Regions from separate parts of the Mus musculus genome. Here region 1 is linked to region 2. A link is a contact called in public Hi-C data. All regions are on one chromosome and are shown on one strand. Each heading gives the region's core, a stretch centred on a gene start, on an enhancer-like site or on the middle of the called end of the contact. The rest is flanking DNA. Distances are from core to core; before and after follow the strand shown. Region 1 has its middle 13 kb from the start of 4930583P06Rik. Region 2 has its middle 380 kb from the start of Gm34430.

Region 1 (4,132 bases), core at 859-3,358, 920 kb after region 2:
ATATGAAAAGAGGCAAGCATAGAATGGCGCAAAGCACACGATTTCTCTTATGTGGAATATTGTTATATACCATTTTGATGTTGAGAGTGAATTGGTAGTTATCAAAGATCTGAAGGAGTTTAGGGAAAGGGTAGGGAACATCCCATCAAAAGCAACTAAGCTACACTTACAAAGCAAGACTGTTTGGAGTGCTGTTGCATAGTAGAGTGTCTAGGTAGTATAAAGAACTATATTCCACAATATGACAAGAAAGGATTTTGAAACCTTTATTATAAAGAAGCAATACATGTTTGAAGTGGTAGATGTGCTTAAATTGATATGTAATATATACACATGATTATACATTGTATAGTACTCCTTTAATATTATAAAATATTTTATATATCCATCAAGATTAATTTAATACTCCAAGCAGAAAATGCACCAAAATGGCCCCTGAACTTTATGTGTGGTAACGTAGTTTTATCCTCATAAAAACTTTAGGAGATTCAAATTAATATTCTGTTTTACAGAAAAATGTGAGGCAGAAGTAACTGATCCAAAGTTACAGAACTAGGGAGTGCTGGATTTTTAACTTTGAGGCCATGTGATTTGATTTCAGAATCTAGACTCTGAACAAATTGAACTGTTTAGTTTCAACAACTTGACAAAAACTAGAGTAACCTGTAAGAGAGCGCCTCGGTTGAGCAATTGCCTCCATCAGACTGGCTTGTGCTTGGTGAATATTTGATGTGGGAGGCCCCCGTCTCCTGAGGTGCTGTTACTCTTTTGCAGGTGGTCCTGTATAACAAAGCAGGCTGGACCAGGTGTAGAAAGCAAGACCATAAAGCCCATAAGGAGTGTTCTTTATGTTTCAAGCTGGTGCTTTGGGTTCCTGTATTTGCTTTTCAAATAGACTCTAACCACCAAGCTAAAGCAAACTCTTTTCTCCCCAAGTTGGTTTTGCCAGTGTTTTATAACAGCAACAAAAAGCAGACTGGCATACCACTGTATGAACCCAATCTTCTACAGCTGAGTACTCATTACAATCCTAGAAGCCTAGCAAAATGTAGCCTTTGAGGGGGAGGTGTTGTTGGGGGAATGTTCTAGTTTCATTCTGTTGCTGTTTCAAAATTTCTTGACCGAAATAATCATAAGTGAGGCAACGGTTTAGTCTAATAGTTGTAGATCACAGTTTATTGTTGAGGGAAATCTAGGCAGGATCTTAAAGGCATGCCTGTACATCATTACATTTGACCGAAGAAATCACTCTATAGCCTTAAGTACAGTAGGAACCATTAAGGATGATGCGCTCTAGCTGGATCATGGCTATATTTCTTATATAGAGGAGGACCACCTACCTAGAGATGGTGCTGCCCGTAGTGAGCTGTATCTTCCAGGATCAGTTAGCAGTCATGAAAATCTCCCATAAACATGTCCATAGGCCAGTTTCTTCTAGGTAAGTCTTCAACTGAGGCTGTCTTATAAGATGACTCTAGACTGTTGAGAGTTACAGCTAACCAGGACAGGGGATCTCTGAATGTGAGCTTACCTTCCATATTACCCACATTGAGGACTAGGTAAATAATTACATGTAGGATGCTTTTTATATTTTTTAAATTACAAAGAGAGTGATCTCCAGTTCATGATGTTAAACCACAGGGCATGAAACGAGCTATGGTATCTTTTGAGCACTGGTATGAAGCCCACAATGAGGCCACGTCCTCACATCTCAGAAATCAAACAAAGCCTGGCATCCATAGTAGTAGCAGAACATTTACAACAAGGAAGTTGAAAAGCTATCACACAGACAGAAGTGAAGAGCACACCCGCCACGGAAAGGAATCTGACAACACTAAGACATGTGCTTTTGGGTCTGGGCCAGATCCAGCTGGGTAAGCTCCTTGAAGGTCATGCCTTAAGACTGTGCCTATTGTCTTGCTCTACATTGCCTTTGATTACACTTGGTCTAAACCAGACATTTCCCAAGGAATCTTGGTCACTAGGCATAAAACTGTTTTCATGGGGTTGAAACTTCAACTCCGGAACCAGCTTTGGCCAGTTCTGCGAATAATGTCAGCCTCACTCTATTGTATGGTCACAGTTTCAAAATGAGCACAGCGTGCAGAACTGCTTGACTCATGCAACACTGGGGGGATGGCTGAGAGCAGAGAAGGAAGGGTTGACGTGCTTGCTCCTGGGGCTGCTCAGGCTCGACCCTTAGGATGCCACAAATGGAGCAATGCTGTCTCCGTTCTTTATCACGGTGCCCTGCAAATGTGAGATTTTTTAATGGAAGCTGGATTTGTTTTCCCTGCCACCAACACAAGATGTATGCCAGTTCTCTGAAATGTTCCAAACAGGGCAGGCAGGCAGTCATCTCTCCTCACCAGGACTCGACTCCACCAGTCTCCCAATCCAGTGCTTTCTATGCCTTAAGCCTCACACCTATTTCCTGTATCCACCCCCTCCCCAAGTCACCACTACCCTCATTTGCTCTTTTTCCTGCATCTAGGGTACAAAAGATCGCAGCCATCTCAGAACAGTGTGTCTGAGGTCTGTGTGCTCCAGGCTGCATCTCAATAGGATCCAGGCACATCTGTCTGCACAGTAGGAGGACCGCACTCCAAAGTGCAAAAATAAAACCACAAAAGATCAAAAGAAAAGCATCGTAGGCAAGAAATTACCCTTATCTTTATCTCCACAGAATCCATCAAGCACAAGCATCTGAGAGATGGCAGGCAGCGAGATAACAAAAGAAGAGGCTGGGAGAGAATTAAAAGCAACCTCCCATCATTTGCCCTTCAGCAGGCAAGGTAGGGCCTGAAAGGCCCTAAGAGGGTACCCCACAGTCAGAGCCTTCACTGGGAATGGACCTGAGGAAAATAGATGACCTGCTGGTCATCAAGCCTTCCGGATGACAGCCTTGCAGGCAAGGCTAAAACAGGGAAGCAGTTTCACTTTCTTTGCAGGCAGGTTGGTTGTTTCTTCCCTTGCTTAGCATATGCACACTCTCCTCTTCCTGGGGTTTAAAGTTCTGCTTGGTAAAGTGTGAATAATCTTTATCTCTTTGTCTTGTAACTGTGCCTTCAGATTCCTGCATGTGGGCAAGGCCTGGACCTTCATGCTGACTTAAAAGCAATGTGTCTTTCTGTGTCTCTGCCTCTCCCTCTCTGCCTCTCTGTCTCTCTGCCTCTCTGCCTCTCTGCCTCTCTGCCTCTCTGCCTCTCTGCCTCTCTGCCTCTCTGCCTCTCTGCCTCTCTGCCTCTCTGCCTCTCTGCCTCTCTGCCTCTCTGCCTCTCTGCCTCTCTGCCTCTCTCCCTCTCTCCCTCTCCCCCTCTCTCCCTCTCTCCCTCTCTCCCTCTTACTCTGACAGCAATGTGTTCATAAATCAGCATCCAGACACTTGACTGAGTCAAATATTTATTCCTATATTTAATAGCATTTCTTTGTCAACACCCGAGTAATATTAAATGGAGGATTAGAAAGAGAATCCACCAACCTTTTTCAGAATTCTTTAGAAGATGATAGAACATGATCTGGGTCACTTAGGACCTGAAGTCTTTATAGCATCAAAGTTTCGATTGAATTGAGATAAAGGGATCAAAACTGATAAAGAAGTTTTAGGTCGAAGGTCAACACCATGTCACGATGATACTTAAAATACTTTATTCATATTAAAATGCCTAGAGTCCTGAATCTAGCACACCCCACATTTCTAGGGATCACTTTGGCATCAGCAACTCAAAAAACAAACAAACAAAACAAAAAACAAAAACAAAGCAAACCAGGCAGATCCTGAGAGCATCTGCCTTCTCCCATCAATCACTTTTAAAGCATTCTATTTCCTGGAATACTCAACTTTGTGGCATATGGACTGATTACTGGTTACCATTTTATCATGACTTAATTTTTTCTAAACTATAACAAAATGAGAGAATTGCTGGAAAGGAAGAATGTTTTTGTCATTGTGACAGTTCGCTATCCCTTTCTCTAACTTGTGGAATCAGAGAGAGACTGGAAGAAGGAAATGGAGGCTATCTGCATCTTCATTAAATAATACTGCAATTCCTGGGTTTAAGCTGGCATGTGCATCTCTTTAATGTTCTAATTAAATAATGTTGCAGCAGGCCTTTTGCCTTACTAATGGTGA
Region 2 (4,300 bases), core at 935-3,434:
AATTGGCTTATCCTGCTAATGCTGTATCTGTCATGCCCAAATTCCATGTCTTTCTTTTCAACTCTGATTTTTTTCTCACCCTAGTCTCCATCATTACCACCACCACCACTACTACCACCACTACCATCAGCATTTTCTCTGCTTGGCCCCTTCTCTTGTATACCAGTAGGTTACACTCAGCATACTGCCATTTTCTTCACCTTGCTGGACAATACTTTGCACACTGGTGTGTAGTGGGTGCTCAGTAGATAGTCACCAGAATGAGATTTATTTCTTCCCAGAAAGAACATCTCATGGGGAGTGGGAGAGGCCACAGTGGGCAAGATTTGGGGTAAAGCCATGCAGAGTAGGGCTAAGAAAAAGAGCGCTGTGTTCCACTTGTTTCAGAAAGGTCATGCTGGGCAGCACTCTGCCTGACTTTAAATAATGTGTGTTGTTGGAAGGGGTCTAGAAAAAGGTAAGTTTTGCCTGAGGAGGGCCTTTGTTTTCATCTTAAAAAATAATAAGCAACCTTTTCATGGGAAAAAGAAAAAATGACATTGCTTCATATAAAATGTTAAGGCTTAAGAGATTTTAAAAAAATACTGTCTTATTCATATGCATACAGCTGTGCATAGAGTCTTTGGTAGCTTAAATGCAAGAAGAACTCAGGATAACTGAGTTGAAATCCGATGCAATGCCTAATTAAAAATGCAAATTCAAAGTTGCTAGAGCTCTTCCAGCTGAGCAGAGTAAACAGGAGAGGGGAGAAAAGGTGGCATAAAGTCACATAGAGAACTGAAAGGATCCTGTGTGATACAAGAAGCAAGAAGCATAGAGGAGTCTGGTGTCAGAGGAGTAAGGGATGCTGGGCAAGAATCCTTGATGGGGCAGAATCAGAATCAGCTGAGCTTGAGCAGGACTTGAATTTTATTTCCAAGTATTGGACTGCTGCTACTTAGAGGAAATACCCTTGGCAAGTATTACTGAACCCCCACTGTGAATAAGCATGCAATGTATTATCCACTGCCTTTTCTGGGTTACACAGAAGTAGAAGAAAGATGAGAGGCAATCTAGGTTAGTGAGGTGGAGAATTTAACCCAATGTTTTGATGCAAAGACAATGATGCTATGATGAATGCAACCTACTGTACACAACTAAGGAACCAAGAGTTGGTGACAGGGCTTGGGCAGGAGAGTGCTACTGCTGAACAGATAAGATCAGAGTTGAGGACAGACATGAGTTTTCATGCAGTTTGGACATGGCAGATACAACATTAGCAGGACAAGCCAATTGGAGCACAAAGCTGGGTGGACAAGCCAGCTGAAGAATGCAGCTATGTAACGTGCATTCTTGCCTGTTTGTCTCACCCATCCAAACTTCCAACATCTATGTCTGCTCCACAGAAGTAGCTGACTGAGGAGAGGAGTATACAGCTTGCAGAGCATGACATTAAGAGAGACGCCTTCCCTGAGTGGACAGAGTGGAAGGGCATCACACAGACAGGGCTTTTTGTCCTCTGTGCACCAGTGTGAAGATTTAATGCTAAGCACAGAGGCAGTCTGAACAGTGTAGAATAGGGTTGCTTGAAGTCCACGAACTGCTCAGCAAACACTAGACACAAAGCAAGATCTCTTTTTGTTCTGGGTTTTTCTGGGGGATGGTTCGTGAAAACTGGTTAGCTTTTTTTTTTTTCTTAACAAATCTAATATGACCAGCCTTCTGTAATATGTGAGCTTCACATATTACATATTCACTTCATAGCATGCCTATGCCTTATGTACAGCCCAACAGAGGCACTCTTCATATTCGTTGGAATCACCAGGAATGCTGCTGAAATATAAGCCATTAGGACCACCCTAAGACATTTATATTCTTCTGAACTAGTGTGGAGCCCAGGGAACAAGATCTCTTGAAATCCTTCCGGCTAGGCTACAGGCACTGGTTAGCCAAATGGGCTTTTCTTTCATCTTTAAAACATGCCCCAGAGTTCCCCTCCTTTGTGCTTTTATGAATTTCAAGGTTAGAAGCAAAATTCTGTTATGGATGTTCGTCATCTGTATTTGAAAGAAAATAGTAAAAAACGTTGGTAGACGTCTAGTTGGCCGTGCTAGTTTGATCTGCAGGCTCCACAAAGGTGTTGCATCCCTGGAGTCCGTTAGGATCAGTCAAGGGCAGATATGAACGCTGTACTAACAGATACCATGAGAGGGCAGCAGAGAGCTGGCAAGATTTTCTCTACAGGGCAGGGAAATCTGGCTAGGCCGGATGGAGAATTCTTGGCAGATGCAGGAGGAGGAAATGTTTGAACCTTTATGGGGAGCAAAGGATGTAGTTATCTTTGCTCCATAAATATCTTAAATCGGAGTCATTACTCAATTGATAAACTGAGATCAGTGGAGGACTGAACACGGTGGGGTCAGTTTTAAACAGGAGCAATGGACTTATGCTCTGAGATATTGGCGAAAACCTCAAACAGCAAGCCAGTTTGTGAGATGAAGCTGGGTCTTATAACTACTCATGAGACCCATAACCTGAAGAGTCTTTTGCCTAGATTCAAACCCAAATCAAGAGAAAAAAAAATCTTTATCTAAAAGTTGAGCAAGTCTTTGCAACCTAAAAAAACACATGTGAACAGGGTATGGAAAGGAACAGATGAGAGCCAGGATTGCACCGGTGGCTGCTGACATCACTGACAAAGTCTCTATAAAGCTAGTGCCTTCCCCATCGGGAATAGCCATTAGAAGCTCGAGGCAGACACAGGGGTGGTATGTGGCTTGAGGCACACGGGACCTCCTTACTAGATAAACTCAGAACCAGAAATGTAAACTACAGAGATAGCACCACACCCAGAGAGACTATTTCAAGGTAAGCTGGCAAAAGTTTGAGAATTGCACACTGCTTTGTTGCTGGTAGTGTGGGCTTGGTGCTACCTTAGACTGACATTTCCAGATTGTTCCCTGACATCTTGCTGGTGTAGGTGCAGACCTGAGCCTCCACCTCACTTGGGAGCTTATTACAGTGTTGAATCCTTGGGTCCTGCCTCAGACCTACAGAATCAGAATTTGCATTTTAACAAGATCCCCAGGTGATTCATATGCATATTATGCATATTAAAATTTGAAAAGTCCTCTGCTAGAATCCAGTCTGGATAGGATCTGATGCCACTGATGTTATCGAAGATTAATAAGGACACTTTGGAACAGGGAGATAGACATGCTTCAGTAACATTAAGTAGGTATGTTACTAATGTGTATATTTGGGGTATTTTGTTGTTGCTATATCCTATTTTGTTTCTCATAGTTACATACAACATTGACAAACATCTTTTTTCAGAGACCCAGTAGTAGGGAAAGCTGTGTCCTATTTCAGTTTGAAGGAACATGTGGATCAAAATTGGCGTTATTCAAAAAGGATACATGATTTGTTGGAGGTTGTCACTTCTGTGTGCTGACTCCTATCTCCCAAAAGTAGCTTGGTTGCTTCTATTTCTTCTTCTTTTCTATTTAATTAAAAAAAATTTGCATACACTGTGTTCTGATAATGCTTTTCTCCTCCTGTAACTACTCTTCCCAGATCCTCCCTGTCTCCCCACCCATCCAACACCACATCCCCTTTCTCCCTTTCTCATAAAAAATAAAAATAAAAAAGAATGTCCTTCACAGACTCACCTGTTTGATGTTTGTATATTTGGTCCTTAGCTGACGATGCTGTTTCAGAAGGATGTAGAACCTTTAATTGGTGAAGTCTTGCTGGAAAAGGGGAAGCACTGGGTCAGGGTGGGTTTTGAGATCTTACAGCTCAGCACCATTTTCTGCTTGGTCTTTGCTTCCAGACCCTGAAAGCAGTGTGACCATCTGGCCTCCTGACCTGCTGCTAGGCATTCCCTACCACCATGACTATGCCTCCTTAAACTGAAGCTGAAGTAAGCTTTCCCACCTTATGAAGTTTTTTTTTTTCCACAATGACGAGGAGCATAATTAATATGCTAGCTGAATGCCATGTACTTTTAGAGGCCATTAGTACATTGATCACAAGACAGTATATGCTTGTATTCGTTTCTTGTCAATGTTTAAAGATAATGCACCAATTCAGAAGCTTAGAAGAGCACAACTTTATTTTCCTATAGTTCTGGAGGTCCAAATTCCAGTTCACTGGCCTACAGCGATGGTGTCAGCAGGACTTGGTTGTGGAGTGTTGGGTGGGGAGGATCTGAGCCTTATCTTTCCAGCTTTGATCCACTCTTGCTAGCCCCATTGCTTTTCATGTCTCCTGTCTCCACTCCTCTAACCTTAAAGTCAATGGTTCAAGATCTTGCTTC

What was found. A called contact is a pair of places that touch in the nucleus more often than the background predicts.
Region 1: a contact with region 2 is called in a Hi-C map of the N1E-115 cell line, with 2.8 times the contacts expected there. The contact joins two enhancer-like sites. A contact is called at or near these places in 2 of 484 Hi-C or Micro-C datasets (the N1E-115 cell line and cerebral cortex).

The regions. Positions count from the first base shown.
Region 1 is chr2:124,232,898-124,237,029 of GRCm38.p6, forward strand. It overlaps a transcript of Sema6d not described here. Among named protein-coding and RNA genes, the nearest start is that of 4930583P06Rik, 13 kb to the left of the region's middle. Within about 2 kb of position 2,109, at least 36 of the 459 cell types and tissues checked have an H3K27ac peak or open chromatin away from gene starts, as enhancers often do. A contact at or near this core is called in the N1E-115 cell line, where this site is marked.
Region 2 is chr2:123,310,222-123,314,521 of GRCm38.p6, forward strand. No RefSeq gene overlaps it. Among named protein-coding and RNA genes, the nearest start is that of Gm34430, 380 kb to the left of the region's middle. Within about 2 kb of position 2,185, at least 14 of the 459 cell types and tissues checked have an H3K27ac peak or open chromatin away from gene starts, as enhancers often do. A contact at or near this core is called in the N1E-115 cell line, where this site is marked.